2 separate regions of the Columba livia genome follow, and region 2 is linked to region 1. Evidence: chromatin contacts called from public Hi-C data. All regions are on one chromosome and are shown on one strand. Each heading gives the region's core, a stretch centred on a gene start, on an enhancer-like site or on the middle of the called end of the contact. The rest is flanking DNA. Distances are from core to core; before and after follow the strand shown. Region 1 overlaps PIBF1 (progesterone immunomodulatory binding factor 1). Region 2 has its middle 120 kb from the start of TBC1D4.

Region 1 (2,700 bases), core at 6-2,505:
ATACTACAGAATTAGGTTTAAACTCATAGGAAAGTCTATCTAGCCAACAAAGAATTGAGAAAGTTTAAAGAAAAATCCAAACTTACATAATATGTTAAGCCAAATATAGGAAAATTTAAGTGTGAAATTAAATCATCAAATAAGACAACCATTGCCTAACATCAGCTTCGTTAATTTGTGACTAGATGGCTGCAGTCCTTTAATTCAGTCAAAGGAAATGAGCTCTAATTGTACTGATTCTTGCTTTGGAGTGTGAATGTGAGACAGATTGGTTATTTTGTTTTCTCTGCCCATAAGCCTTTATGTACTGTTTTGTGAGAAAGCAAAGCAGCATAGTTATGTTCTCTGAACACTATTACGATAAGGCAATATGGCTCAGTATCAATTATGTAAAGTTAGGTCTTCAGACCCACTAAATCTTTTGTTGTTACATGCTGTCCTATTTTTTGTTTGTTTATTGGGGGAGGTGAGGGGGAACCCACTAAACAAAAAAATAAACAAAGCTCATTGTTGGCACAACAGAACTGGCCTGGTGCAGGAGTGAGTGCTGTGACCTGGTATTGTGTCCTCTCAGCCAACTGAGTTTATGAGCATCCAGCTGTATCAGTTCAGAAGGTTGGTTCTCTAAAAATGGAGTTGTAGCCTTCTAGAAACTCATTTCCTAAGCCTTGACAAATCCACATTTTCTTTATCTCTAGGCAATTAGTTAATTCATTTGTATTAGAAAAACTTCTATTTCTGACGTTAGGGCAGAAAAGATGTCTTTCGAATGTTTGTCACCTGTATTTGTAGTCTAGGTATATGAATACATATGTTGTTTGTTCAGAAGGGGCAGAAGTGTTTATCAGTCTCCTCTTATAATTCTTAGTATGCTGAGGAGTAAGACCACTAAAGCTCTTTGACTTTGTAACAAGTTCTCTTGTTGACTGTCTTGCTGTTCTGAGTTAGCACTTAATAAAAGCCTGCTGAAGCTGTAATGCAGACCTGGTAGGGATAGAAGCTGTTTCTGATGACTGGTAGCAGAGAACAGCGTGTGAAGCTTGATTTCTAACACTGAAACATAATCTGATAAACACAGATAGTGTCGAAAGATCTTTGTCACCAATTTCTGGTTTTAAATTCGTCAGTATAAGTGGTTCTGCAGTACTAACCACTAAGTCAATGGATCTCTGTACTCAATTGCTGCATCTGTGATTTAGACCAGTACAGTTCCTCTGATTCTAGGTGCAGCAGCAGCAGACTGGATGGAGGCAGTGGAACTGGTAAAAGTGATGTTCTTTTATGGCAGTTCTGACTGATCTGTTAGCAAATGTACAGTACAGACTCATTTCAGTCCTTCTTTTACAGTGCTCTGTACTTCAAGTACAAATAATGTTGGCACCATCAACTTTGGAGGTGCAGAGAAGAAAGTCCAGATATAGTGGTGTATTACCAGGAGCTTCCCAGAAACAAAACTAGCTTCTGATGTGTGTGTTCCCATGCTAAATATCAATGTACTATTTTCAGAGTTGTTTGCTTCCAAAGTGGTTAGAACGTTCCCTCAGACAGATGTAATTTACTACTTGTGTGTTTCTCTCAAGGCTGGGAGAGTCTGAGAGGGAAATTCTGCTTTTCTTTGTAGCTCTAGAAGATTAAGTATTGCTTTTTTCTTCTGGCTATGAGTTTCTTGGCAATGTTTTCCTGGAATTTGGTCTTGGTGCAGTTTTATCAGGGCTTCCTTTCATTAGTTATTTTTTTCTGTAAAGTTGCCTTTGGGACTTACAAACGAATTTATAGTATGAGATTTATCTAAAAGCTATGGTTAGCCTGAAGACAAAGCTGGATGTATGTAGGACAAAGATTTCTTCTAAGGCCTCATCTCTGAATTGGGATTAGTAGCTGTCAGGTTTTGCTAGACATACCTAACAATTTTCTCTGTGATAATGTTTCCCAGCTGGAGGAAGAACATTTCTATAGTCTTCAAAGAATGAATCTATTGCACTCAAAGGATCAGTTGGCACTAGATGTGTCTGAATGCTGTAAAATTGAGGCTGCTCTTGCTACTCCAGAATGACTGTGTTCCCCAAGATTTCTTCTGAACTTTGCACATCTGTAATTAAAGACTGCACTCTAGAATCCTTCTCCAGCCCCCTGACACAAATTCTTTCAAGTAGTGCTTTGATTACTTGGTCTTTACGTCTCTCTCTAGAAAGGACAGATGAGGACTCAGTCTTAGGTGAGATATGTGCCTTCTTTCCTTCATTATTTTTAATATTAATCTTGTTCAGGAAAAAAGCTGCGCAGAAAAATAGTCTACCAATAACTTTTAGCTTGGTACACTAGTTTAACATTTCCAAGACTCTGAGAAAACTTATGTATCTATGAAAGTTTCCTTTACTATCTGATGTCTTTCTACCTCTTTTGATATAGAGCTATGGCTTATATAGGGTGCTAGTTATTGTTTAGAACTACCAAATGGCTTAATCCTAGTCTCTGATGCAATGGTCTCAAGGATCCTTTTCATCTGAGGATATTTCACTGAAGATTCTAGTCAGCTCAGATCCGGAGAGAAACAGGTTTTTATTCCCCCACTTTCTTTTCCAATAGAGGCACTTATGCCAAAGCTTCTCTTTCTTACTTTTTCTTACCTTTCTTGCAGAGCTTCCTTATGTTGAAAGTAGCTCAGCATTTTTATTTATAATTTTTAGTGGCAGATTGTGC
Region 2 (2,700 bases), core at 24-2,523, 960 kb after region 1:
TTTAAGAGAGGTGAGTCATGGCTCAATACTCTGAAATAATCCTCATTAATGTTAACTCCCGGTCATCAGTTTTTGGTGAATAAATAACCTCAGTGGCATTATTGAGGTAAGAGCTCACAACTATGCAGGATAAACCCAGGCTTATGTGGGTATCTCCATTCAGTGAGAGTCTCTGGAAATAATCTTTCTGGAAATTGAGATAATAACAATTAGACACTACAGTGAACAGCACTGTGGTTAAAATATTCTTCATAGATTAAAAAAAAAAGTTACATAAATATTTATCATTGTGTATATTTTGCAAACTTACGCAAACTCTGAGTTTCAGATTAATTAGTCCTTTCAGTCTCCCAAAACCTAGCAGCAAGCACCCGTAACTCTCCTTGTTAGAGGAATAAACAAAATTCTGAAGATTGATTTTGTTGTTGTTGTTGCTGTTTTTCTATTAAGGTGATAGAAACAAAACAGAGAATCACTAACGGCTTTGACTGTTTTCTATCAATTCCCTCACAGTCAAAGGTTTTGCAAAAAGAACAGGAGACATTTTAATCACCACCTTTCAAGTACTGCTATTCCTAGCCTGACGCTACTGGTGGCTCTCAGATATTACCATCTTTATATACATATATATATATATATATATATATATATATATATTTAATTTTTATAATTAGCATAGCCTGTCGAACCTCACGCTCCAGCCAGGGCATTGCATGGCCTTCATCTGGGAAACGCTGATGTCCTGTTTGATGCTTCCTCCACAACTCACACATACACTTCCCCAATTTTGTATTCTTTTGCCTCTTCCACCTATTTTCTTAAAGAAAAGTTGTTCACCTTTCTCACGGCCTAATGTCCCCACCTATTTCCCACATTGGTGACAACTCCCTCCTCAAGTCTTCTCCTCCCTCATCATAGACCCTGTGCTCCTTTTGCTTAGACTTACCTGCTCCTGCCTCCCAGCTCTACCTCAGTCTTCATCAGGGGTTTGCTAAGAGGTTGGCAAAAGAACAAAGCAAAGCGGGGACCACTCTTCGGTCCTTAAAGAGTCCACCTTGCCCTTGCTGTCCATACTTCTCTGTGGAGCTCCCTCTGCTGCTGCTGGTTTGCTCCACCAGCACCTGCACCTTCACTTTAAGTTTCTGGGCCAAAGCAAAAGGAGCAGGGGTAGGAAACAGAGCGGGGGGGGAGGGCACATTGAGACAGTCCTATTTGTTGTTTTCTTTTCTGAAGATTACATCACTTGTCAACTGCTTGGGTCACCACCCTCTCAGCCTGGTCCCCTGCTGTTCTGTCCCTCCCTGCCACATCTGCAGCCATCCTTGCCCTCTGTGAGCTACCGTGCTCTCTCCTTCCTTTCCCTCCAGCACGCAGAGTGGAGAGCAAATAACAAAGCTTTTAGTGCAGGCGGTGGTCAGAAAGGAACTGAGTGAAATGGTTTCTTTTACTGACACTTCTTTGTTTCCATGGCTATTAGGGACAAAATTGAATAAGGAGGTAGAATCAGCAACCACGTCAGCTCTGTACTGTGGTTAAAGGGCTGCAAAGCCTGCTGAGAAACTTGTGATCATCTTTTTGCTTTCTTTTTCCTCCCCTCTACATCTGATGCTTTTCTATTTAATTGGTTTGACAACATTCGCCTAGTAGAGATCAGACACAGGATTTGGAAGAGAGAATAACTGTTAACGAATGTAACAATTACATTATGTAAATGAGGAGAGTGCTTAAATACTTAACTTAGGTATCAGACTGCACAGAAAACTCGACACCCCAAACCTTTGCAAGCTCAGTGCTGTACTTTAAGTTAATCCTACATGGTATAATAACCATGACTGTGTGTGGCTTTTCACGTGGATGGAAAGGAATTATTAAAAGCTTCTGTAGAAAGATGCTCAAAGGAAGCCACTCTCAGTACACAAGTTTTATTGGCCCTGCAAATCAAAGAAATATGCTACACACCCTTCAGCCCTCTGCACTGAAATTGTATTTATCACTTACAGACACAGAACAACATCTATTTTAACCTTAAAAAAAAAAAAAAGCAACAAACAGACCAGATGGTTACCTTACAAAAAGGTAACCCCAAGGAGGTCGTGTGCTCTACTGTCTGGCATGGTATTTCGATTTTTCTGAAAATAAGAGGGTTTTTTCACCCACAGTTCAGAGGCCAAGACAATAGGGGTTTAGTGCACTCAATCTTTACACAAAAGCTCACCTCCTCCTTTCCTGAATGTCCGAACTTCAAATGGTGGTGAACCTGGTCTTTGGGAAGGGAGAAGAGTTTTACTCACCTGAGTGCTGAAGTGCCTTTTGCTTCATGGCAAAATCCAGCCTGTGGCTTATTTCACATGGGAAAAAGGATCAGTTTGTGGGGGGCAGTAGTTGTGGGGGCTGTCAGTGTGCTTCTGGGGCTACCAAGGATTGGGTTGTACGTGCTTTCTCCTCCCTACTTCATTACAGTGAAAAGAAGGTAACCATTATCTCTTGATGTGTTTACAGCTTGGAGAGGGTTGCTGGCAGATAGAAGAGAGATATCACAAACTTGATTTGTAACTCCAGACCTCATGGTGACATGAGCCTCCGTCATGCAAAGAAAGCGGCAGGGCTTCTCACATGCCCAACACAACCCCAGTCTTTGTTCTCTCCTGCAATACACATTCCCTCCTTCCCTTCTGTTTCTCCTTTTACTTCCCTGCCTTT

Evidence for each region. A called contact is a pair of places that touch in the nucleus more often than the background predicts.
Region 2: a Hi-C map of crop shows a contact between it and region 1, with 2.5 times the contacts expected there. The contact joins two enhancer-like sites. A contact is called at or near these places in 2 of 2 Hi-C or Micro-C datasets (crop and liver).

The regions. Positions count from the first base shown.
Region 1 is chr1:44,039,871-44,042,570 of bColLiv1.pat.W.v2, forward strand. The region is part of intron 5 of PIBF1 (progesterone immunomodulatory binding factor 1); the gene reads left to right. Among named protein-coding and RNA genes, the nearest start is that of DIS3, 14 kb to the left of the region's middle. Within about 2 kb of position 1,256, at least 1 of the 3 cell types and tissues checked has an H3K27ac peak away from gene starts, as active enhancers do.
Region 2 is chr1:44,999,823-45,002,522 of bColLiv1.pat.W.v2, forward strand. No RefSeq gene overlaps it. Among named protein-coding and RNA genes, the nearest start is that of TBC1D4, 120 kb to the right of the region's middle. Within about 2 kb of position 1,274, at least 1 of the 3 cell types and tissues checked has an H3K27ac peak away from gene starts, as active enhancers do.